Regions from separate parts of the Mus musculus genome. Here all the other regions are linked to region 5. The links are chromatin contacts, called in public HiChIP or PLAC-seq and Micro-C maps. All regions are on one chromosome and are shown on one strand. Each heading gives the region's core, a stretch centred on a gene start, on an enhancer-like site or on the middle of the called end of the contact. The rest is flanking DNA. Distances are from core to core; before and after follow the strand shown.

Region 1 (3,783 bases), core at 1,273-3,772, 200 kb before region 5:
TCTCAATGTCTCAGCATCCAAAAGGGTAAATCTTGACAGGGCCTCTTACCATCATTGGCATCTGTAAACATATAAACTTTCACTGGAAATATACATTTAGCCAATGTATGGAATGTGCAATGTGCACAATTTAACTAAAAATGATTCTCTGCTTTCTGTTCAAGCAGGTAAAACATCTGTCTTTCTTTTATAATTTAGTTTGGACTGGATAACCAAACTGTAATATAATTTTTTATCTTTATTGTTTCTATTTCCATTTTTAGGTCCTGGATGGTTTTGTTCAATTCCTTCACCTGTTTGGTTGTGTTTTCCTCTAATTCTTTAAGGGATTTTTTGTTTTGTTTTGTTTTGTTTTCTACCTGTTTACCTGTGTTCTCTTGTATTTCTTTAAAGGGGTTATTTATGTCCTTCTTAAAGTCCTCTATCATCATCATGAGGTATGATTTTTAAATCAGAGTCTTGCTTTTCTGGTGTGTTGGGGTATCCAGGGCTTGCTGTGGTGGGAGAACTGGGTTCTGATGATGCCAAGTAGACTTGGTTTCTCTTGTTTATGTTCTTGCCCTTGCTTCTCACCATCTGGTTGTCTCTGCTGTTAGCTTGTCTTGCTGTCTCTGACTGTGGCTTGTCCCTCCTTGCAAGCCTGTGTGTCAGCACTCTTGAAAGACCAGCTCTCTCCCTGTGGGATTTGGGTATGGAGAGCTGTGGCACAGGGTAAGCTCCAGGCGCAGATGGAAACTGAAAGGATCACATGTGAACTTTTGATGAACTTTTTAACATGTGATCATGCTTGCTTAAGGTCACTTCACAGCACCCAACAGTGCGTGTCTCAACTTCAGAGCTTGCTTAAGGTCATTTCATAGCACCCAACAGCAGCACTCAAAGCAGGACACAAAGAACCATTCAAGCCTTCACAGCCAAAGCACACTTGCAGTATGATTTATTAACCAAGACATATGTCTTAATTCTCCAAAGTCTATAAAATGAAACATATAATCTATTATATGACATTGTTCTAAAGCATCTTTAAGGAGAATCCAGATTCTTAACTCAGAATATTGCATCTCTATGGGCTGCCATTCTAATTTCTCAGGCCTTTGTGAATTTTTATCATCTGGAACGACCTTTTCTGCTGTTGCTGTAGGATCCAGACTGGGCTTAAAGGTGGCCACTCCCACACTTCTTTCCCCTTCTGGTGCCTTCCACTAATAGCTCCTCCTCCTCCTCTTCCTCCTCCTCATCTTCTTCTCCCTCTTCTTCTCTTCCTCTTCTTCCTCCCCCCTGCTCTTTGTTTAGACAGGCTTTCTCTGTGTAGCCTTGGCTGTCTCTGTGACAGCCAAAAAAAACTAATGTTTCTCTATGCTTATATCCAATGATTTGGCTAAGTCATATTTTAGTTTTTTTTGAGGAAATTTTCTTCATACTGACTTCCATGGTGGCTGCATTAGTTCACATTTCAGTCCACAGTGTATAAAGATCCCTTGTCAGTTTTGACTGTTGTTTCCTGGGCTGTTAAAGAATATTCAGTTCCATAAATTACAGCTTCTTCATGAATCTGCATGCATTGCTGACTATCACACCTTTGAGACCCAGCCTCCAGCAGGTCAACACTGGCTCCTCTTCCAAGATAATCTAGAATACCGCTTACTACCTGCTGTAAAATAAGGAGTGGAGGTTGCTGAACTAACACACTATAGTCAAACCTGCTCTGTAGTCTGAGATCATGAGTCTCAAGGGCCCGTCCTTGAGTGAAGTACTAATATTCTCATCTTAATTAGAACATAGAGAAGAAATTGAGTTTTCACACTAGATCTGTTACCTTGCCCTCCACTCTAGCTTCACTGGGGCTTATTGAAGATGGTACTTTCCAAGAAACATCACCCCATGGCAGCCTCAAACTGAGGAGAGTATTAGAATATACTATGTTGAACCATGTATGCACACTCACGATGAAGCTACTCATGATGAGACTTAGGGAGACATTAGTAACAACTAATGATTCCGTTGAGTGTTAGCACTCTCTTCTGTACAGTGTTGCTGGCAGCGCTGGACCTGAGCTTTGGGTCTATTATTAAATGGAGTCAGGCTTAGACACAGCTCTGAGGTACTGTGATAATTGCCTCACAGCTGAGCACTGCTAGGTGACTAACAGGCACCTAGTATATACAGTTTGACGCAGTGGACTAAGGAGTAGCTTATGATGTGGGGGGCGGGGGAGGGCAGGACATGCTATCGTGACATTCTGAATGGCACACAGTTTTAAATGATAAATGATTTCTGAAGTTTCAGGTTGCAGTTTTCCCACACATAACCAAAGCTCCACACAAAAGGAGACCACTGGGCAAAGCTGGCATGGGCCATCCTCACACCCTGGATGCCCTTTCTTTAGATGGGGCTTCAGCAATGATCTCTGTATCTGGTCTCTGGGTCACTGCGGTTCAGTTTGCTGTCTGAAGTCCAGAGTGTGACTGCCATGTGCACACAGCAGATTAGCTGAGTCATTGGGACTGTGCAGTGTACAAAGGGAGAGGGGTGGGGACTCGTGCTCAGTCTGTCCTGACTCTCCCAAGGGCTCTGGATGCTATTGTGTACAGAGCCCCATGGGCCTGCTGCTTCAAGAAGGCTCAAGGTGCCAGCACTGAGCCATGGTGCACAGCAGAGCATGCTGGGATAATTATGCCCAGGAAAGGGGAAAGGCCTGGTTTGTGTCCCCAAGAAAAACAACAGCAGTGTTTCGGTCTCTCCCTGCAGCAGCCAGGTAGGGGCTGATTTTCTAGTTCCCTGGGCAGGTTGGCCATCTTTCCTGATGCTCCTACTTGCTACTCTCCTGATGATGTCATGCAGAGCTGTTCTTGGTTGCTTCCAGGACCTGAGAGCTGGGTCTGAAATGACAGTGGCTGTCTGTGCTGGCTGTAGTGCAGGCACTGGGGACCGTGACAGGAGCTGAGGGGACATAGTCTCACCTTCTGGAAACAGGTTCTGCTATGTGTTGAGCTTCAGGCTGAGTGAACTGCATGAACCTGCCCTGCAGCCAGGGCGCTTGCTCCCCAAGTTCCCACGGCCCCTACACAAACCCAGCCTCTGATATTAAGAATTACATGAGACTTCTCTTACAGTTTAAAGCTTAGGCCTTTGGCTGGGGCAGTCTCCCAGCTAGCTCATGTAACTTAAACTATCTTGCCATGTGGGTGCCTCCGTACCTCTCTACTCAGGACCACACTTGAGGCTGCCACCCTACCTGTCACCAGGGGCACCCTGTGTGGAGAACAGAGAGGTGGAGATACCTACAGGACAAGTGTCTGGTTCAGGTTAGTGACACAGAGGATTCAAAACTCAGCAGCTCCCCCTACAGTCAGGGAATCTCCAGGACAGTGAGCAACCTTCATTGCAGAAGAGCAGAGCCTCTCCCCCAGGCCCTGTACAGACTTGTAGGTTAGGATTGCAGGGCCAGTTGGAGAGAGATGAGGGAAAGGCTGGGAGCCATCCCTTCTCTGTGGTTCTAGAAGCTGCACCACGCACAGAGTTTGAGTCCTGTTCCTAAGCCTGGCGCAGGCTTTTGCTCTGACCCCCAGTCCCAGGGCTGTGCCTTCTTTCCCTGTTTGGTGACATAGAAAGCACCAATCTCAGAGCTGTGGGCAGGAAGAGAGAGTGAAACAGGACAGGAACACTGTTCTGTCACTGCTCTCAGCTCAGCACCCACAACAGCTGGATAGCTTTGAAGAAACGGGTGTGAGATGAACAAGCCCTAACGATGTGTACAGAGGCCTGTGCCAGAGAAAGCATCTG
Region 2 (3,741 bases), core at 524-3,023, 240 kb after region 5:
AGTCCAATTGTAAATAGACAAGAGGGGTCTATTAACATGCCTGGGTAAGGAGCTATTTGTCATTTACTTGTTTATATTTATTTTGGTGTGTGTGCATGTACATGTGTGCACAGATGTGTGGAGGCTAGAGGCTGAATTTTCTTGTCTTTTTTTTTTTTTTTTTTTGATCATTGTTTATCTTTATATGAGACAGGATCTCTCACTGAGCCTGGAGCTCACTAATCCAGTCATGCTGCCTGCCCAGTGAGCTTGAGAGACCCCTGGAGCCAATCTCCCCAGCAGCAGAGTTATAGATCTGTGCCATTGCCCCCAGCTTCTATAACTCAGGTCCTTACACTTACACCGCAGCAGCTACTCTAATGACTGAATCATCACCCTAGCTTCCTGGTTAAGAATTTAGAGTTGGGCTGACAAGACGGCTCAATGGGTAAAGGCTCTTGCTATTAAGAGATGACTTGAGTTTGATCCCTGGGGCCCACACTGTGGAAGGAGAGAACTGACTCCCCACACAGTGTCCTCTGACCTCTGTGTGTGTACATGATGAGCCCCCACCCCAATAAATGAAATGTTAAAACAGTAATGCTGCCTTAAAGTTCTAGACGTTCACATGTTCACATGGTGTCCCGTAGGCTACAGTGGGATCGCCCTCTGTTGTGTTTTGAATGCCTTCCCCGAGGCGCATATACTTGGTGGGGCCTTGGTGGCTGGATGAGAGGTTTTGGGGAGGCTCTTGAATGGTGACGATTCTGGCCTAATTAACCAATCTCTTGGTGGATTCATAATGTGGAAGTATAATTAGGAGGTATTAAAAAGTAGGAAGACAGAACTAGTTGGAGGAAGTGAGCCACTGAGGGAGTGCCTTAGAAAGATATATCTTGTCCCTTTTCCTGTTTCTGCTTCTCTGCCATGAGCTAAGCTGCTCCACTTCATTATAAATCCTACCAGGACGTTCTGCCTCACTCTGAGCCCAGAAGCTAAGAGCCCAGTAACCCTGAACTAAAACCCCGAAACCATGAGCCGCAACAATCTTTTCTTCCTTGTAAGTCATTTTCTCCGGTATCTGTTGTAGCAACGGAATGCCTGACTAAAACACTCCCGATCTGGGCAGCAGACTCCAGCCTGTGTGGAATCGGAGGCCCAGAGACTATGGGAAGAGCCTGTCTTCTCTCAGGCAGAGACTGTCAATTTCCAATTAGCTGGAGGCTTGGCAGGCAGCTCTGGGCTCCAGACTACACATATTAATGAAGGCTGAGTCCCTGCTGGAGACAGCATTGAACGAGGAGAGAAGTCAAATTAGGTTCTCCTCATGGAAGGACATTAGTCTTTGGTTGGGAGCCGTTGGCTTATGTCTGGTGGGGATGGACATCTCTTCTGGTTTGCTGAGTGTATGAACATCCTCCTCTGGGCTGTGGTACTTGGATGGAGCTGAAACTTAAGACTTCTGCATGTCCTTTTAGCGGAGGCAAGCGGGAGCTCTGACAGAGATGGGAGCTTTGTTATACATTGGACTTGGGGCAGGAAGCAGGGTTCCAGAGGGTCCTTAGGAGTGAGTGAGTTTGGGGCTTCTGTTCCTGCCTACACAAAGTGAGAGGACAGGGAAGAGCTTGTCCTTTGGATGGTAAATGCAACCCAGACTTTACAATGGGGAGCTGACCAAGGCGCAGACTGAACCGAGCCTGTTTGCAGTAACAGGAAGAAGGGGAAACCAGAGACATCAGCTCTCTATTTAGAAAGCAGTCTGGTTGTTATGTGCCCTAGAGGGGCTCTCCAGGAAGTCCCCAGGGAGAATCTGTTGTCAGAGACAAAGCCCTAGAGAGTAGCAGCTTCCTTTGGTCAGCCCTAGCCTGTCAAAAGCAGGCAGGTTTTCATAAAACCCAAGGAGACATTTGCTGAGGAGAATTGAAGTGTTTCTCTGGGGAGCCACATGCTTGTACTTTCTTGGCAGCCTCCTTGTGCTTCTTGGGGCTCTGAGGCACCTGCAGCCTAGGCTGGGAGCCCTTCAAGGAAATTCCCTGGAGGAAACCATCTTGGTGGGGACCTCAGATGGGCACCCCCCCTTTAAAAGTGAAACATTCTAACAAAATGTAATACAAAAATACACTAAATTGATCCTTTGATACTTATATGATAGATTATAACCTCAAAGTATGAGCCAGAATCAACCTTTTCTCCCTAAGCTGCTTTTGTCAGGGTATTTATTATAGCAACAGGGATGTAATAAGCAGGACTGTTGGGCCTTTAGGCTGTTTCCAGAATTTTGCTGTATTGCAATGGAAAACCTTGTACATAATTTGTTTTTTGCATGTGAACACTATTCCTGTAGCATACATTCCAGAAATGTAATTGCTAAGTCAGTGGAACACATAGTTCCAGATTTGATTGATTTGGGAAATTGTCTTCTATAAACAACCTGCTTTTATTACCACAAGCAAAATTACAAGCAGCAAGAGCGCTGTTTCCCTTGCTTACCAACAGGCTATGTGACCAAGTGTTTAGAATTCTGTCATTCTGATAGGTAAAGAGTATTTCAGTGTGGTTTAATTTATTTTTTAAACAAAGCTAGTGTGTGTGTGTATGTGTATGTGTGTGTGTGTATGTGTGTGTGTGTCTGTCTGTCTGCACATTGTGTGTATAGATGCACACATCATGTCAAGGCAAAAGAAGGACATGAGGTGACTTGTTCTATTGTTTGCTGCCTTACCCTGGAGACTGGGTCTCTCTTGACCCTGCCACTCACTGCTGGCTGGTGAACTCCTGGGATCTGTCTGTCTCTGTCCTCAACACTGGCATTATATGCACTTATGATCATGCCTGGATTTTTTTAAGGTTTATTTTTATTTACTTATGTGTATTTATGTGTGTTTGTGTGGATATATGTCACATGTGTGTGGATTCCTGCAGAGGTCAGAAGAATACATTGAAGCCCCTGGATCTAGAGCTACATAATTAAGGCTCACCTGACATGGAGATGGGAACCAGAGTTGGACCCTCTGGAAGAGGGCTGAGGCTTCTTTGTAGTCTCCCATGTCCAGCTTTTTTTTTTTTAAAGGCATGCACCACCACTGCCCAGATCTTTTTCTTTTGTTTTCTTTTCTTTCTTTCTTTCTTTCTTTCTTTCTTTCTTTCTTTCTTTCTTTCTTTCTTTCTTTCTCTCTTTCTTCCTTCCTTCCTTCCTTTCTTTCCTTTCTTTCCTTTCTTTCCTTTCTTTCCTTTCTTTCCTTTCTTTCCTTTCTTTCCTTTCTTTCTTATTTATTTATTATATGTAAGTACACTGTAGCTGTCTTCAGACACACCAGAAGAGGGCATCAGATTTCATTATGGATGGTTGTGAGCCACCATGTGGTTGCTGGGATTTGAACTCAGGACCTTTGGAAGAGCAGTCGGCGCTCTTAACCGCTGAGCCATCTCACCAGCCCCCATCATGTCCAGCTTTTTAAAAACATGGTGTCCTACTTAGCTTTAGTTATCAACTTGACATATCTAGAAAGACAGAATCTCAGTTGAGGAGCTGCCTCTGTCAGACTGGCCTGTGGGCATCTCGGAAGGGGCATTTTCGTAATCACTAATCGATATAAGAGGGCCCAGTTCACTGTGAGCACTGCCATTCCTGGGTCCTGAGCTGTGTAAGGAAGGAGGCAGGGTGAACCAGTAAGCAGCGTTCCTCCATGGTCTCTGTTTTAGTTCCTGCCTCCAGGTTCTAGTTTTAGATTCCTGCCTTGACTTCCCTCAGTGTTGGATCAT
Region 3 (4,317 bases), core at 1,416-3,915, 160 kb after region 5:
TGTGTGGGTATGCACTCCTGTGTACATGGATGCATGTGTGTATGTGTGCATCCGTGCATGCATCTGTGGGTACGTCTGTGCGTGCATGTATATATCTGTGCAAGTGTGTGCGTATGTGTGCATGTGTGTGTGCATGTGTGTGTACATGTATGTGTGCATGTGTGTGAGCATGTATGTGTACATGTGCATGTATGTGTGTATGCATGTGTACATGTGTACACGTACAGAGTATGTGCTTGTGCATGTGTGCATGCATGTATACATGTATGCATGCATGTGTCATAGCTCATGGGTGGCAATAAGAAGACATCTTTCAAGAACCTGGTCTTTCCTTCCACTGAGGACTCCAGTCTGGAGTCTTTCTTTCTTTCTTTTTTTCTTTCTTGAGTCTAAGTCTCTCTACATCACCCTGGCTGTCCTGAAACTCACTATGTAGACTAGGATGACCTTAAACTCAGAGATCTGTCTGTCTTTGCCTCTCAAGTGATGGGATTAAAGGATGTGCAATCATGCCTGGCCAGATCTTGGTTCTTAATCTTAGGGCCAAGGGTCCCTGAGAACCTCAGGGAAGGAAAAGACCGTTCCTCTGAAAACTCCCATACTCGCTGAATTGATAATCTATTGACACGTAGAAACCGTCTAGAATTTAGCAACTCATTCTCTCAGTTTCTGTGGCTCAAGAAGTGAAGCAGTGCATTGGGTGACTCTGGCTCAGGGACTGAGGTCAAGGTGTCACCCAAGGTCATAGCCATCTAACAGTAGCTTTTGGCTCCTTAGGGGACATCGGCTGTGTCTAGAGACATCACTGATTATCACTAAGTGGATGGGTGTGCTATCGGCTTCCAGAGGGCAGAGGCAGGCAAAGCACTCAGCTTCTTACTGTGCACAGCACAGCTCCCTGTAACAGAACATTATGCAGCCTATGTGTCAACAGAGGCACTCGAATACCAAGCAAGGCCTTCAGTGTTGAGATCACAATGCGCTCTACCCTGTTACTACATATTGTGTAAAAATGGTGTTTTTTCAGGCTGTGCCTTATCCTAAGAGGATCCATTTTACAAGCAGCTGTGACTCCATTTTGGTGTGAAGAGAGATAACTCAGCACCTTGGCTCAGTCATCCACGACTCCAGTTCTGGGGGAATCTCAAGCCCTTTCATTTTCTTGGTGGGGGTGGAGAGTTCAGACTGGATTTCTCTGTGTAACCATGGCCGTCCTGGAACTTACTATATAGACTAGGCTGGCACTGAAACTCACAGAGATCCCCCAGCCTCTGCCTCCCGGGTGCTGGGATTAAAGGCATGGCCATCACTGCCCAGTCTGATGCCCTCTTCTGACCTTTGGTGACACCAGGGACACACGTAATGCATATACACACATGCAGGCAAAACATTCATACACATAAAATAAAATAGAAAAAGAAGTCTAAAGAGAATAAAAGAGGGCTGGCGAGATGGTCAGTGGTTAAGAGCGCCGACTGTTCTTCCGAAGGTCCAGAGTTCAAATCCCAGCAACCACATGGTGGCTCACAACCATCCGAACGAAGTCTGATGCCCTCTTCTGGAGTGTCTGAAGACAGCTACAGTGTACTTACATATAATAAATAAATAAATCTTAAAAAAAACACTTTCCAAAGAGAATAAAAGAGAGGGTCCAGACAGGGTAGAGTAGGGGCCTTGTCCCTGACACTATTGCAGAATGGGTGATAACAGTGCTTGTAAGCCGGGCGTGGTGGCGCACGCCTTTGATCCCAGCACTTGGGAGGCAGAGGCAGGCAGATTTCTGAGTTCGAGGCCAGTCTGTTCTACAAAATGAGTGCCAGGACAGCCAGGGCTACACAAAGAAACCCTGTCTCGAAAACAAAACAAAACAAAACAAAACAAAAACCAACCAACCAACCAAACAAACAAACCAAACAGTGCTTGTGGCAGGAAGGTGCTGTGGGAAATTAACAGTGAGGTCTGACCTCTACTCCAACCCTGAAATGTAGTGTAGGCAATTCAGAGGGAAAACCCTCAATGTATGTGTTATAACGCTGAGGAGAAGGCTTCCCCGGAGGAAGTGTTACAGTTCTGAGGGGAGAGGTTTCCCCTGTGTAAGTGTTACAGCTCCAAGAGGAAAGGTATCAAGGCCGTCAGGAGCCAAGGATTACCACATACTGAAAAGTCACGCCACACAACAAACCTCACTCAAGAGACTTATTAAGACGCAAGTGGGTGGAGTCCTCAGCTCAGGTGAGAAGCCACAGGGAACTGAGCGGGAGGCAGGGTTTATATAGGGTTTCTTGGGGGTGGAGTTTTCCAGGATGGAGATTTCCAGGGTGGGGATTGGATGAGATTTCAAGCCAAACCCAGGGATTGGTGGAATCTTGAGCTCAGCGATTGGTAGGGGTTGATAGGTTTTCAAACCTGGAAGTAGGCTTGGACCTTTTACCCCACAGGCATCACGCAGCATCCTGATGGAAAAGGCCAGGACTAGGTTGGCAAGGCGAGGTGCAGAGTCGTGCACCAGGCAAAGGTAAGTGAAGAGCATTTAACAATAGCCTAGAGAGAAGATCTGGGCTGTAAGTGAACCATCTTGGGCTCATGGAAGATGAAAGATTTGTAATGTGAACATGGTAGGCTAGGGACCTCCTGGACTTCCCCCTGCTCAGGCAGTCCTTTGAATACTGGAGAGGGTACTGAGCCAGCCTTTCTCTGAGCTGCCCCTGGAAGACTGAGGAGTCAGGCCCAGGCTTCCTTCCTCTTTTTTTTTTTTTTTTTTTTTCTTCTTCTTTCTGCTTTGAAAAGCAAGTAAATGAGTTTTCCTGCTAACTGTCCCAAAGAGCGGGCTGTAAAGTCAGACCAAGCGTGGGCACGGTGTTCCCTTCCAGAACCCAGGGCAGACCCCTTGCATGATTCTTCCACACTTAACCTTTCATCAGCCACAGGGCTCGCCGGCTCACGGGCTCCTCCAAGGAGTCCACCTCTGGCTAACTGGACTTTGCCCTGGAAGATAGAACTTCCCAGTCAGGAATGATACTCTCTTCTGCAAGTGATTTGGGCAGAAAAGTGTGCATCCCTTTGTCTTGACAACAGTGATTATACTAGACCAGGAACAAGGCGTGCCCAGTGCCCATAGAGACTAAGACCAGGTCTTAATAGCGTTCTCACGCCCGGCCAGGAAAGACGCAACAGACCAGAATCTTCTGCGGCAAAACTTTATTGCTTACATCTTTGGGAGCCAGGAGGGCAAGCGCCCAGCGCCCAGCCCCAAAAACGAAAGCCCCTTCTATATACATCTTTAGGAGCCAGAGCTCCGGCGCGCCAAAGTGCAGAGCGCGCTCTATTGTTTACATCTTTAGGCAGCGAGAGAGCGCAGGGCGCGCAGAGCCAGAGAGATGCCAGCGAGTAAGAGAATGGCGGAAAACCCCGTCCCCTTTAAGGAGGAGTTATTCTTCGCTTAGGACGCATCACTCCCTGATTGGCTGCAGCCCATGGCCGAGCTGACGTTCACGGGAAAGGTAGAGTACAAGTAGTCATAAAATACCCTTGGCACATGCGCAGATTATTTGTTTACCACTTAGAACACAGGATGTCAGCGCCATCTTGTGACGGCGAATGTGGGGGCGGCTCCCAACATCTCCCCCTTTCCTTTTAATAAGAGCAAATAGGCCACCCATATTAATGAGAGTGGAGATAGAGGTCAAATCCCCAGTGTGTAGGTAAAGGAGCCATGTACAGGATTAGCTCTTAGGCTCACAGGCTTTTACCCAGAGCAACCCTGACCTGCTCCCGTGTCGTTTTGCCTGGAGAGAAGGACACTTGGACACTCAACCTTTTTGAAAGATGACATGTCTCCCTAGAATAGGCTCATATATGCCGCAGAGCCTTTCTACTGCAGTGCTTAGCCGTGCAACTCTCTCGGGCTGCTGAAGCACACTCACTCTATCTCGTGCAATGAGACTAGCCTCGTGAGATGTAAGAGCTGAGTGGCCAGCGACCTATTGCCTAAGCATAGATAACCATATATCAGGGGGAGCACCATGTTCTAGAGCTGCAAGCGCCTGGGCAATAACCACCTTGTCTCTCCTAGTTTAGGCCTTAAGCTTACAGACCAACCAAAGAAGCAACACTAATCCACAGCAAAGTGTATCTCCAAATAATATCAATCCCACCCATTCTTTAAAGAAAGAAAATGCTGAGGAGATCCAATTGGGTAATCTTTTGGTCAGGGACAGGTCCAAGCGCGTGGAGTTGACCTGAAGTCTCAATTTCCGAAGGATCTGTTCAAATTTAGCCATCCAATTTTGTAACATATACTGAAAAAGACTTTTTGAC
Region 4 (4,175 bases), core at 1,372-3,871, 150 kb before region 5:
CCCCATAGCTTGGGGTTTTCTAGTTCACCATGTGGTCACTCCTCGGGTTTTGCTGTTTCAGGGTTTTCCCTTTGATTGATCGATGCTTTGTTTGTTTGTTTGTTTGTTTGTTTGTTTTGGGGAGGGGTTGGTTTATTTGTTTCGTCATCTTATGTTTGAGACAGGGTCTGACACTATAGTTCACACAGGCCTGGAACTCACTGGGTAGCCCTGGCTGGTCTCCAGCATACACTTAGCCTGCTGCCTCAGTTTCTCCAGTGTTGAGATTATAGAGATGCACTACCATGCCTGACTCTTTCTGCCTTAAAGGTACACTTGAAGAGTTTTCTCCTCCTCTTCCTCCTCCTCCCCTTCTTCCTCCTTTCCCTCTTCTTCCTCCTCTACCTTCTATCTTCTACAATTGGCCCGGTGCTTGCTATGTAGCTAAGTGGCCTTGAACTTAGTGCAATCCTCTTGTCTCGGCCTTCCAAGTGCTGACATTATGAGCATGAGCCTCCGTGTGTGGCCCTTCTCTCGGCTTTTCACTGTAGTGGACTTCCCTGAGGAAGCGCTTATCCCAGAACAAACTTAGGAAACTCAGGGTTAGAAGCTCTTAAACATATACAAACATAACCTAAGCATATTATTTCAGGTCTTTTTTAAAAAATCTAGATGAAAAGGAGTTTACCCATCCCCTCACCCCAACCCTATTACATGGGCAAAAAGATGAAACCTCAGGGCTGGGAACAGACAGGGACAAGATGAAATAAACACAGCTCAGTGCCGTCACCACCCTCAGGCTGGATAATGTTGGGGAATGATCAACACCAGGCCCTGAGTTCAATTCCCCAGCATGGCATAAAGACTGGGCACAGTACTCCCAGGACTCTGGGAGTTATCTACTACAAACAAGTTCAAGGCCAGCCTGCAGATACAGCCTGAAACCTTACACAGGTCACTGAGAAGTGTTTTCATTTTATGTATTTACCAAACACACAGGGGAGGGAGGCTAAAGACAGGAATCAAACACACAGACTTGGTTTCATTATGATTTGTTTGCTCTCCTTGGGGCTTTAGTCACACCTCAGAGGCACCTGCAGGCAAACCACTTCCCATTAGAACAAACCCTCAAGGGGTAAGGGGGCGTGCACTGAATTTCTGCTCCTGGCTGGGTCAGAGCCACCAAAGTCTATGCCGGAGTCAAAAGGACCCCTCCTTCAGTCGTGCCAACTAGAGACCCCATCTTCTCTGGGTCCACACGGGAGAGCCACTTCTTCTTACAGGGGCTGGGACATAGCTCTGTGGTGAAGGGAACTTGCCCAGAATGTTCAAGGTGCTGATTCCATCCCCTGTACACTGTCTGTCTGTCTGTCTGTCATATTATTGCCTCCCTGCCCTACCCCACACAATTAAAAGGTATTGAGGGAGAAAGACCTCTGCAGGAAAACCTAGAAGCCCTGGTCATTACAGCTTCTCTTCCTGCCTGTCTTTCTCTTCAATCAATTAAGCAACTATTTCTTGATTGTGACCCTGTGGAGGCCACTGCCACCACAAGGACACAGGTGCATGGGTTGGAGAGGTGACTCTGCAGTGTCCCTGCCCCACTATCTTCTTCACTCTCCCCAGTGACATTTCACCGAGGGCCAGTTAGTTCTACCTAGGGGACTACGTGTTAATCAGCAGCCTGTGCCTCAGTTTCCATATCTGTGAGACAAGAGCCTTAATGGCATCGCTGGGCTTCCATCCCATCCTGTTTACAGAATCCTGCCTCTCATTGCCTCACCTGACAAGAGGAGAGAGGTGGGGCTGGTGAGATGGCTCAGTGGGTAAGAGCACCCGACTGCTCTTCCGAAGGTCCGAAGTTCAAATCCCAGCAACCACATGGTGGCTTACAACCATCCGTAACGAGATCTGACGCCCTCTTCTGGAGTGTCTGAAGACAGCTACAGTGTACTTACATATAATAAATAAATAAATCTTTAAAAAAAAAAAAAAAAAAAAAAAAAAGAGGAGAGAGGTACCAAGGCTCCTCCTGACACACACATCTAAAACTAAACTCAGGATTCACATGGCTTGTACCGTGCTCTGGGCTAGGGTCAGGAGCTCACAGGGCCACATGGCTTGTACCGTGCTCTGGGCTAGGGTCAGGAGCTCAGTCGTGTGGGGCTAGGGCTGGGCCTTTCTAAGGCACCTTGGCTGGCCTTGCTACATTTGTCCAACAGGAACAAAGTATCTACCCGTGCCGGGAAGGGGACCTCAGTTGCTGGCTCTTGCCTGAATGAGTTTGCTCCTGGGCCTTAGCTTGCCTGGCCTCACAGTCCCCCTTTGCATCTGAACCTTGGCTAGCTGACACCTACCCCTAAAGGCCTGACCTCATATTGTCGTTTGACACTCAACTGGCAGCCTGACCTATTATGGGGTCAAACCTCTTACCCTGCACCCACCTCAAGCCCAGCCCAGGGCTGCACTAGTCAGTGTTCTCCTGCCCTCTCCTGCAGGGTGACAAACTTGGTTCACCAAGAGGGTAACTCCCTCTTCTAGTCTGATCCCCCAAGACCACCAAAGTTCCACCTACCCTCATCCCCAAGGCTAGCAGGCCAAGCTCCTTCTACATGACAAAGGGCAGTCTCCCTCCCACCTGACACCTAATCAAGCCCATTGTGCAAAATCCCCAATCCACATTCACTTCCCCCTGGCTGATTGGTCAATTACTGTATTTCCCCAAAGACAATCCAGAATCCACATTCAGAAAAAGAGATCTGTTTGCCAAGGGATATTTGTCCTGTCTGCTGGCTACACCTTCTTTAACGATGCTGCGATGTGTCTCACCACCTCCTTAGTCGTAGGCCACACAACCCTAGTTTGAGCAATTGCCAACAGCTGGAGATCATGACAAGAGCCCTGTCCGAGACTGTATTCTCTATGCTGAGCTTGGCTTCTCCTCTGGACCCCAGAACCAAAAATGTTCAAATGTTCTCTGCCCCTACCTCCTTGTTTCCAACTTCTATAGTCAGAGAGGCCTCCAAACCTAGAGCCCTTTGGGGGTCCTTCCTGCCTCATATCCCCCGCAAGACAGTATGGTCTCACTGGGTCTCATTTTCTGTTTGAGACCCTCCATCCCTTGCTGGGCGACCTCCAAAATAGTGATAATCCTTGAAAAACTTCTATTATAAAGTGAGCTGCATTAGTCGAAACCCTCCAAAAGTAAAGTCTGTAAAGTTAATTATAGAAGCAGGGAATGGCGATATGGGCTTGCGATTCCAGCACTTGGAAGGCAGAGGCAAGAGAACCAGAAGTCCAAGGCCATCTTTAGCTACATAGTGAACTGGAGGCCAGCCTTAGCTGGCTACAGTGAGACCTTGTATCAAAATTCAAAATAAAATGAGCATAGTAGTGCAGAAGTTTTAACCCAGGACTTGGGAGGCAAAGGCAGATGAATTTCTGTGAGTTTCAAGCCAGTCGGATTTACAAGGAACTTCCAAGCCAGCCAGAGCTACATGGTAAGATCTTACCTTTATTTTTTTATCTTATGTGCTTTGATGGTTTGCCTGCATGTATATCTGTGTGAGGGCATCAGATCTCCTGGAACCAGAGTTACAAACAGTTGTGAGCTGATATACGGGTGCTACGAGTTGAAGCTATGTCCTATGGAAGAGCAGCCAGTGCTCTTAACCACTGAGTCATCTCTCCAGCTCCTGTAAGATCTTATCTTTAAAAAAAAAATCATGGACTGGGCTGAAGAGATGGTTCAGCAGTTAAAAACATTGAGTACTCTTCTAAAGGTCCTGATTTCAATTCCCAGCAAGCACATGGTGGCTTCCAACCATCTGATACCGTCTTCTGGTGTGTCTGAAGAGAGTGACAGTATACTCACAGACATAAGAGAAGTAATTTTTTAAAAACCATAGGCCTAAATATTTGCATGTATGTGTACCACTATGTCACTGGCGGCTATGGGGGTCAGAAGACGGAGACGGATCTCTTGGGTCTGACGTTAAGGATAGTTTTAAGCTGCCATGTGAGTACTGGGAACTGCACCTCTTCAAGGCCAGTAAGTGCTCTTAACCACTGAGATAATTGTCTAGACCTGTAAAAATAAGCCTTTTAAAACAAGAAAATAATCAGATGTAGAAGCACACTCCTTTAATCTTGACACTCAAGATACAGAGGTGGGCAGACCTGTCACACATGAGTTC
Region 5 (4,166 bases), core at 1,411-3,910:
CCTCTTGGAATGCTCCACCCTTCACTGCTCACTGGATTCCCTAATAGCCATCAAAAACAACTAAGCAGGACCAGGAGTGTGGGCAAAGTCACGGTGGCTAAGGAACAAAATGGTAATGCGTGATGTGAGCTGGAGGGCCAGGACACCTGAGCGGTCCGTGCAGACCGGTCAAAGCTCCCAGCGTGAACTTTGCTCGGCCTGATTCCTGGTTCTTCTGGGAGCTTGGTGCATCAAGCAATCATAGATGGGAGGCAATGATAACTTCAAAATGCAGAGAGGCAGTAAGCCTCTGGTCTCTGCACCTTGCTTCAGGGCATCTCTGGAGCCTAGAATGAGGAAGGGCCACTATCAGCTTGGTGTTCCTTTGGTCTTGGACTCTGTTAGGTTTAACAGGAAAGGAAAGATACACAAAGGCCCCTCCTTGGGGATCCCTGGGGCTAATAATGAGTAGTGAGAGAAACATCTCCGGAGTGCCTGGTCTCCTTCCACACCCAGTGACTCCTGTTCCTCGTGGCTTTGTATCTCATTTTACATGAAATCCTGGATTATATTCATGTGCATGTGCGAGTGCACACACACACACACACACACACACACCAGAATTCTTGTGAGCATCTGAGCGCCTGAAATATTCAGGAATCAGGGATAAATCAGAGCCCTTCTGTGGTCCCTGTGCCAGGCCTTGGAAACACATCACCGACCATCCCGGCTTCTTAGGAAGCGCAATCCCAGCACTCAGGAGGCAGAGGCAGGAGGATCTCTGTGAGTTTGAGGCTAGCCTGGTATACAGAGTTCCAGATCAGGTAGGGATACATAAAAAGACCTCCTCGCCTCAAAATAAAACAAAAACAAACAGGAAGGAGAGGAGGAGGAGGAGGAGTAGGAGGAGGAGGAGGACTTGTTGAAGATTTTCGAGTAGCTGACCCAGAGGATTCTATGCCCTCTTTAGCTTCCCTGGGCAGTAGGCATGCATGTAGTGTACAGACACATGAGCAACACACCCATACACTAAAATAAAATAAAATAAAATAAAATAAAATAAAATAAAATGAGTTTCTGACTCCAGGGAGCTGGACTTAGAGGCGACTATAAACCACCCAATGTGAAAGCCATTGAAAAAACAGATGTCTATACCCTAGTTGTTTCAGACAGAATAAAGATTTTCAAATAACTGAGTCAATAACCTGTTTTCAATTTAAATTAGTTAAATTTAAATTTTTTAGTTCCGACTGGGATGACAGCAACTCAGGAGACTGAGGCAGGCTGATCTTTCCATCGAGGCCAGCCTGATCTACAGAGAGTTTCAAGCTAGCTACACCTACGCATACTGTACCGTCACGCACTCCATAAGCAGAGGTGGCTGGCTGGTGGTTCCTTCAGGTGTTTTCCCCTGTCTCGCATCTCGCATGGAGACCTGTCTGACCAGTATCTGTTCCGCCCTACCCTTGGATGTCCAATGTGTGCATCAAACCCAGCATGCCCCAAACTGCCGTTCTGACTCCCACACCACCGGTGGAACCAGCAGGGCCAGTCTTCATCTTTGGGAGTGAGCCTGTGAGGCTGGCTTGCTCTTTCCCAACCACCCAGTCCCAACACTAAACACGTCTACACAGCTCTGTCCTGCTCCATCCTCTTCCTGCCTCTCCTCCCGTGAGCTTCCATGGCCATCTGCCCACATGTATGTTTCAATTCTGTCTTTTTTTTTTTTTTTTCAAGTTTTGGGAAAGAGGATTTTTGTGTTTGCTTTGTAGCGATAATTTGTTTGTTTAAGTCAAGGGCTCAGTACCTGGCTAACTTTACCTATGGGAGATCCTCTTCCCTCTGCCTCCAGAGTGCTGGAATTACAAGCTTCCCACCACATCGGCTTCAATAAATATTTTCAATGAATGATGACTTTCAGGTGGGAAAACACCTCCAACCAATCTAGAACAGGCGCCCTGTCCAGAGTTGTAAAAAAAAAAAAGGGTTTGGGAACTCCAGCCACCGTACGGGGAGTGAGCCTCCTGCGGAGGCACTGGGACCTGACTATCCGCAAGATGCAGGCATGGACTGACCACACAGCGCCCAAGCGGCCGGTGGGACGCTTCCTGATCCGTCCTCTCTTGGCGACTGGGAAAGAGAGAGGTGGCTTTGGCTACAACTGCTTCTGGGCCAGGTAATTCTAGAGAAAGGAATGACGCGCACCTATGGGCACCAGCTGCAGAGTTGTTTGGGTGCTCCTAAGTGACCAAAGGTCCCCGAAGCCCGATCCGGAGGAGGAGCTACGGCCGCTGCATACGGGCGGGGTGGCCCAGGGCGTGCGCGCTCCCGAGGAATGGCAATCGGGCGTCGCGGCTCCAACGCCTAATTTACCAAGGCGAGCCCAGCCCTGCCCTACGGTGTCTGTGACCTGCCCACCGAGTGGGTCCCCAACCAATGAACCTCAGCTCTCGTGAGCCACAGCTCCATGGGTCCCAAATGTCCCTGGCTCCTGTGGGTCCCAGGCTTCCCCGTCGCCTGCCCCGGCAGACAAGGAGGGGTCATTTACCGCGAAGACGAAAATCTTTCCAGGAAGTTTGTACCTATTAATATTGCTGTTCCTGGCAGCAGCTCTCCGCGCGGGGCGGGGGCAGGGCAGACCCTGCAGCTGCTTCTACCGCCTAGTGTCCGCCTCTGGCCCGGGACAAGGAGCGGAGGGCAGCTCTAGGTCCCCACGCCTACGGCGGGGGCAGGACCTGCTCGGATGCTCAAGGCGCCAGAGCCCAGCGGCTTGCCCGCGAGCAGCGCGCGGTGGGACCCGGAAGATCCCGAGGCCAAGGCGCAAACCAAGAGCTGGGACTCGGGAGGGGGAAGGGAGAGGGAAGAGAGGGATCCTTGCATCGGTTACCAGAGGCCGCTAGGCCGCGCCGTTCCCCCAAAAGAAAGCTGGTCCCGGAAGCAGGTATGCTCCTGCAGTGGGAGACCATGAGCCTCGGGGCCCTGGAGAGGTTGGGACCCTGGTTCTGACCTTGCTATGGTTTCACAGCCGCAAGGCGCTGCAGCAGAAATTTGATATTCGAAAGCTTGTGGCCTCCTCGCCACCACCTTGCAAGACTGTCTCCAGTCACAGACACAGACATTAGAGGTCGTAGTGTTGTTTTGTTACTCAGTGCAAGGCCTGGTGTGTACAACAGGATCTCTTAGAAAGAAGCACAGCTGTTTTCCTGCAGTAGCGGCCCCGGAACCACACGACCGGCAGCTCCAGCCCCAGACCACAGCTCGCTGGATTTTCAGAAGTTCCTTGGGCCAGAAGTGCCAGCCAGATCACTCTTTCTCTCAGGTCACATATGGTACATAAATCACTTTGCAAAAGAACCTTAATTTATGACTCTTTTGGGTGTTTATGTAGATAAGCAGTAATTTAGTCATCCCTGAAGTGGTGATCCCTGGACACCTCAAGTGTTAACTGTCCAGAGTATGAATTAAAGTCCCTGTGTCACACCGTCTCTTCCTCAGAATTCTAGAGTCCTCTGCAGGGTGCTCTGGTAATCATCTTCCTCCTCCTCCTCCTCCTCCTCCTCCTCCTCCTCCTCCTCCTCCTCCTCCTCCTCCTCCTCCTTCTTCTTTCCCGAGACAGGGTTTCTCTGTGTAGCCCTGGCTGTCCTGGAATTCACCCTGTAGACCAGGCTGGCCTCGAACTCAGAAATCCGCCTGCCTCTGCCTCCCAACGTGCTGGGATTAAAGGTGTGCACCACCACTGCCCCGCTCTGTTAATCTTCTTGCTCAGGATGACCAGGCCTATTCTGTGCAGGGACTCTGTCCAGCTCTGCGTGGAGGGCAGTGCCCACAAGTCACCAGTATTGAGACACGGAAGGACAGAGGTAAAGTATTTATTTCCTAATGTCCGCCTTCCAGCCTTCAGGGTCTCTTGGAAGCTCAGGGCCCATGTGGTTCTCCCAGATGGCTTGCACTAGCTTGACAGGGGACTGTGCCAGAATCTGGCGTCTTAAGGTAGGGTTCACCAACTAAATAGTTTTCCCTTAGCCCTTCCCCTTGGGGAAGTCGGGGGTGGGGATCCTCAAAGGCAAATCCAAAATGGAGTGTGAGACCCAACAGTGGTGGCCTCTCTTCTGCCTCCTCCGGATGCCTGATGTGGAGATCTCTCCTGGGCATTTCAGCCTCTCCCTGCAGACGCCAGCAGGAGATCC
Region 6 (4,261 bases), core at 1,577-4,076, 240 kb before region 5:
TGTGTGAGAGTCAGCTTTCCCTTCCAATCACAAGGACTTGAAGTAACCAGTTTATAAGGAAATCAGGTTTGTCCTGGCATGGGATCTTAGAGATCTCGGGTTTGCATCTGGTGGCCCTGCTTGGAGGCCTGTGGTGACACAATATGGCAGAAACGGACACTGGGGGGGGGGGAATGTTCAACCCATAGCCAGGGAATTTGGTGGTATGAACAGGGGTGTGGTTGGGGTCCTGTGATTCCCTTCAGGGGCATGACCTGCAGATCTCTCACCTCTTATACAGTTTCCATGCCTCCCACCAGCCCTGCACAGGGTGACCCAGACAGAGCTGCCTGGGTGCTCTAAAGTATGTGCCAAGAATCAACCTCTTACTTCTTTTTCTTCTTTCTCCTTTCTTCCTTTCTTTCTTTCTTTCTTTCTTTCTTTCTTTCTTTCTTTCTTTCTTCCTTTCTTTCTTCCTTTCTTTCTCCCTTTCTTTCTTTCTCTCTCTCTCTCTCTCTTTCTCTCTCTCTTTTTCTTTCTCCCTTTCTTTCTTTCTTTCTTTCTTTCTTTTTTCTTTCTTTCTTTCTTTCTTTCTGTTAGATTGGCCTATAGGTAAGGCTGTGGGGGGTTGTGTTTTATAAAACAGAAAAGGAAGCCAGGGATGTGTTTGTAGAGTGAGGTACAGTGCAGGAGAAGGGATGCCTCTGCAGGACCATGCTGAGGGACCAGCCACACGACAGGTATAGGATAGAAGAGAGTTTATTTAAGGCATGGGGAGGGGAATTGAGGGAGTAGAAAGAGAGGAAGGCAGAGAGAGACAGAGAGAAAGGAGAGGAGTAGAGGGCGGCCATGAGCACGTGGGAAGGGGAAGGGAATGGGGAGAGAAGGGACAGATTAGGTAAGAGGGTAAAGGAGTAAGAGGGTGAGGAGGGGCCAGACAGCCTCTTTGATACTGAGTCAGGCATACCTGGTTGTTGCCAGGTAACTGTGGGGCAGAGCCTAGAAAAAATGCTAACGTGGAACATTTTGTTAATTAGTGATTGATGGATATGAGTGGACCCAGCCCACCAGCCATCTGGACAGATGTGTCCTTAGCTGTGTAAGGAAGCAGGCTGAGCAAGCCATAAAGAGCAAGCCAGAAACAGTGCCCTCTGGTCCAGTTCCTGCCTTCAGGTTCCTGTCCTGAGTTTCTGTCCTGACTTCCCTCAGGGATGGAGTGTGTCTGAGTTTCCAGCTGAAACCAATCCCTTCTTCCCTGTGCTGCTTTGATCACGATATTTTATCTTAGCAGTAGGAGACCTAACTAAGACAAGTAGGTTTATCACATTCACAGGATGATACATCCATCACCAGCAACTAGTGTTATGGTTTTGTCTTTTCTTTTCTTTTCTTTTCTTTTCTTCTTTCTTTCTTTTTTTTTTATTTTTAGTTATTTTCTTATTTTTTGAGACAATGTAATTTTTTTTATTTATTGTTATATGTAAGTACTGTAGCTGTCTTCAGACACACCAGAAGAGGGCATCAGATCCCATTACAGATGGTTGTGAGCCACCATGTGGTTGCTGGGATTTGAACTCAGGACCTTCCGAAGAGCAGTCGGTGCTCTTAACCTCTGAGCCATCTCACCAGCCCCTTTCTTTCTTTTTCAAGACAGGGTTTCTCTGTGTGACCCTGGCTGTCCTGGAACTTTCTCTGTAGACCAGGCTGGCATCATAGTCAAAGATCTGCCTGCCTCTGGCTCCTACTCAAGGAATGCTGGGAATAAAGGTGTAGCCACCATTGCCCAGCACATTAGAATGTTTCCATCTACACTTTGTTAAGAACAATACGTTTACTGCTTTGCTGAATGGCTGGAGGCAGCGCTCCTGTGGGAACAGTTTAGAGGGCGCTATGAAACAAGCCTGGACTATACACTGCAGAGGAGGACGGCAGGTGTGCAAACGGTGTGCTGGGGAGGGGAAGGAGCTGCAGTACCTGGAAATCCCAGGTTCCCAGAGAGGATTGAGGACACACTATCCAGGAGTTCCACGGAGGCAGGAATGAGTTGAATGTGTTCACTGGAGAGAAACCGGCTCTCCGTTAGAACGGAGAGGGTTTGGGCCATGATGAGCAGCGAAGGAGGCTGGAGATCAGAGGTGAGAGGTGAAAATAGGATCCCTACGCTTCACATGTGTGTAGGATGATAAACCTGGACCCCGCGGCAGGCACTGCTAGGCCCTCACAGTGGTGTGCCTGGTCATCTTGTCTGTGTGGCTGCTGAAGCCTGAGAAGGTTCTAGGCGAGTCTTAGGAGGGCCGCGGGGGTAAAGACAGGGCACTGGGCAGGCTGGCTAATGGAGAGCAGGTTAGCCCCAAGGGTGCCAGGAACTGTGGTTGTCCTACTCCTGCTTGCTGGCTAGGCAGCGCTCTCTCCCTCCTCCCTGTGCTGGCCTCTGCTTGGTGTCCATGCCTCCTGGGCTTCAGATCAGCCAGCCTCACAGGGTGCACTTAACGACAAACTTCAGGTTTGTGTGTTCATTCCACACTTCACTATTTTATTTGTGGTTCTGGGAATGAACTCCAGCGCCTTGCCCACGCGAGACACTCTACCCTCAAGCTTTATCCCCAGATGTTTGCTCACTGACTGGTTCGCTTATAAAATGGTTACAACGAACTGCTAGGAAGGTGAGAGGAAGGCTGTAGCACCAGGCCAGCTTGGGCTCTTGTGTGTAGAGTCCACAGACTGCAGAGTTTAAACTGCCAATACCCTGTTCAGAACAGCAGACTTTGCCAGAATAGGTGAAACACCTTAGCTAGATGCTCAGCTAGCCTTGGCCAACCAGCCAACTCGGGGGTGGGGCCAAGGCCTGGGCGGGGCTAGTGGGGGCGGGGCTAACAGGCAGCTGGTGTCACCAGCTCAGCAGCAGGCAAAGAGGCTCAAGAGGAGTTTGAGAGTGGAGGAACTGCACACCAGCCGCCGCGGGAGTAGGAACCCGAGAGCGACCCTGACAGTAAGCTCCGGGGACAGCAGCGGCACTCCAGCGTGAGAGTTGCGAGGGCTTCGCGTATCTCCCGCAGCTAAATGCGCTTCCCCTTATCCTAAGACCGATCCAGGCGTGCAATAGGCCATGCTTCTTAGTCCTGCATCTGATGCTCCATCCTCTTCCAGGGGCGTCAACCCCTTGCTTGCGCTTCGGAAGCAAGGGGTGGGTGCTGCGCCTGACAGCGATGCTGGCTCCTCAGCCCCCTGGTTTCCCCGCCCGCCCGCCCCCCCATGCATGTTTGTCCCTTGGGTTCCAGGCTTGCTACTTGCCCAGGCACCTGAGCCAATCCAGGTAGCTGAGGGCGCCGTCCAAGTGACTCTTAATTTTAACTTCTCCAGTCTGCACCTCCCGTCATTTAAACTTCCGGCGGCCAGAAGTCTGGATAGCCTTTCTGGCATCTGGTTGGCGGGATCAGGAGGGAGGTGGAGGGATCCGGTATGTATGCATGCGCGTTGACAGTAGGGCTGTGCCTTTGCTGGCATTCTGTGCTGCTGGCAGGATTGTAGAGATGGACATCTGCGACATTTGCTTCTCTGCCTCCGATTTCGGCCTGATCTTTTTTTTAAAGTCGCAGAGCCCCAGAGGCTCACATTGTTTTTACTGTGACAGTGACTTCCTCCCTCAAGTGGAGGCTTTCACTGGCTGTGCGTGGTCTGACTTCACACAAGACTTGAAGCTGAGGGGGCTGGGGGGAAGGGTGGAACAAAAACGTGGGCGTGTTCAGCAAAGACTTTCCATTCCCTAATACCCACACCAGGCGGGCCACGTGAGGGCTTCCTGTGTCCCTAAAGAAGTATGTTCAGTGCAACCGTGCTCAACGACACGGACTGACTGTTCAGACACTGCCCCCCACCCACCCACCCTGGGGATAGCAGGGAATGTGTTCTCATGGGCTCTGGGAGCTTTTGAATGCAGACAACAAACAAAATTCAAGGTCCTGGGTCAGATCCCCAACACCACATAATAAATAAACATATCTTTGTAAAATATAAATTATATTTGTGAGCTGTAGGAAATAGGAGGTCATAAAGAGGGAGCAGGACTGTTGACTAGAGAGGAAGAGGCCACACTTTCACACTCCAGAGGGTCAGGAGGGTCAGGAGTGCGCCTCACTACTCAGTATCCAGCTGCACAAGGCTGAGGAGAACATGCAAAGGCCCTGAGGCAGAGGTGCGCCTGCTGTGGGTGGCTTTTATGTCCTCAGTTGCCCTCTGGAAGAGAGACCAGAGTCAGTGAGGAGGCTCCAAGCTTTCAGCTGCC

The links. Hi-C and Micro-C count contacts between places; a contact is called where the count stands out from the background. HiChIP or PLAC-seq counts read pairs in DNA pulled down with a chosen protein or histone mark.
Region 1: a Micro-C map of embryonic stem cells shows a contact between it and region 5, with 2.3 times the contacts expected there. The contact joins the enhancer-like site here to the promoter of 2900024J01Rik in region 5. A contact is called at or near these places in 1 of 15 datasets of contacts at CTCF or cohesin (large pre-B cells), 6 of 484 Hi-C or Micro-C datasets (B cells, the N1E-115 cell line, embryonic stem cells and 2 more), 4 of 115 datasets of contacts at active chromatin or transcription factors (embryonic stem cells, large pre-B cells, pancreatic cancer cells and 1 more) and 1 of 9 other capture datasets (adipose tissue).
Region 2: a contact with region 5 is called in an H3K27ac HiChIP or PLAC-seq map of microglia, with 4 times the contacts expected there. The contact joins the enhancer-like site here to the promoter of 2900024J01Rik in region 5. A contact is called at or near these places in 9 of 484 Hi-C or Micro-C datasets (the N1E-115 cell line, adipose-derived mesenchymal stem cells, brown adipocytes and 6 more), 11 of 115 datasets of contacts at active chromatin or transcription factors (the 230-238 cell line, CD8 T cells, the HPC-7 cell line and 5 more) and 1 of 9 other capture datasets (embryonic stem cells).
Region 3: an H3K4me3 HiChIP or PLAC-seq map of bone marrow-derived macrophages shows a contact between it and region 5, with 4 times the contacts expected there. The contact joins the enhancer-like site here to the promoter of 2900024J01Rik in region 5. A contact is called at or near these places in 2 of 15 datasets of contacts at CTCF or cohesin (CD8 T cells and large pre-B cells), 44 of 484 Hi-C or Micro-C datasets (the G1E-ER4 cell line, the HL-1 cell line, Th1 cells and 17 more), 22 of 115 datasets of contacts at active chromatin or transcription factors (the 230-238 cell line, the HPC-7 cell line, the NIH/3T3 cell line and 10 more) and 1 of 9 other capture datasets (embryonic stem cells).
Region 4: an H3K27ac HiChIP or PLAC-seq map of embryonic stem cells shows a contact between it and region 5, with 5 read pairs. The contact joins the enhancer-like site here to the promoter of 2900024J01Rik in region 5. A contact is called at or near these places in 3 of 484 Hi-C or Micro-C datasets (CD4 T cells, the N1E-115 cell line and memory CD8 T cells), 2 of 115 datasets of contacts at active chromatin or transcription factors (embryonic stem cells and pancreatic cancer cells) and 2 of 9 other capture datasets (adipose tissue and liver).
Region 6: a FOXA1 HiChIP or PLAC-seq map of pancreatic cancer cells shows a contact between it and region 5. The contact joins the promoter of Ephx1 here to the promoter of 2900024J01Rik in region 5. A contact is called at or near these places in 2 of 39 promoter capture datasets (pre-B cells and stem cell-derived epiblast-like cells), 1 of 484 Hi-C or Micro-C datasets (CD4 T cells), 2 of 115 datasets of contacts at active chromatin or transcription factors (embryonic stem cells and pancreatic cancer cells) and 1 of 9 other capture datasets (pancreatic islet).

The regions. Positions count from the first base shown.
Region 1 is chr1:180,980,225-180,984,007 of GRCm38.p6, reverse strand. No RefSeq gene overlaps it. Among named protein-coding and RNA genes, the nearest start is that of Ephx1, 35 kb to the left of the region's middle. Within about 2 kb of position 2,522, at least 24 of the 459 cell types and tissues checked have an H3K27ac peak or open chromatin away from gene starts, as enhancers often do. A contact at or near this core is called in embryonic stem cells and pancreatic cancer cells, where this site is marked.
Region 2 is chr1:180,539,528-180,543,268 of GRCm38.p6, reverse strand. All of the region lies in intron 3 of Gm31986 (a long non-coding RNA gene), which reads left to right. Among named protein-coding and RNA genes, the nearest start is that of Parp1, 27 kb to the left of the region's middle. Within about 2 kb of position 1,773, at least 86 of the 459 cell types and tissues checked have an H3K27ac peak or open chromatin away from gene starts, as enhancers often do. A contact at or near this core is called in the 230-238 cell line, CD8 T cells, the HPC-7 cell line and 3 more, where this site is marked.
Region 3 is chr1:180,615,354-180,619,670 of GRCm38.p6, reverse strand. No RefSeq gene overlaps it. Among named protein-coding and RNA genes, the nearest start is that of Lin9, 24 kb to the left of the region's middle. Within about 2 kb of position 2,665, at least 7 of the 459 cell types and tissues checked have an H3K27ac peak or open chromatin away from gene starts, as enhancers often do. A contact at or near this core is called in the HPC-7 cell line and bone marrow-derived macrophages, where this site is marked.
Region 4 is chr1:180,923,362-180,927,536 of GRCm38.p6, reverse strand. All of the region lies in intron 1 of Gm39715 (a long non-coding RNA gene), which reads left to right. Among named protein-coding and RNA genes, the nearest start is that of Lefty1, 9.6 kb to the left of the region's middle. Within about 2 kb of position 2,621, at least 17 of the 459 cell types and tissues checked have an H3K27ac peak or open chromatin away from gene starts, as enhancers often do. A contact at or near this core is called in embryonic stem cells, where this site is marked.
Region 5 is chr1:180,776,455-180,780,620 of GRCm38.p6, reverse strand. 2900024J01Rik (a long non-coding RNA gene) reads right to left here and starts at 2,660. Exons shown (of 3, transcript XR_373751.4): 1 at 2,562-2,660.
Region 6 is chr1:181,016,134-181,020,394 of GRCm38.p6, reverse strand. Ephx1 (epoxide hydrolase 1, microsomal) reads left to right here and starts at 2,826. Exons shown (of 9, transcript NM_010145.3): 1 at 2,826-2,968.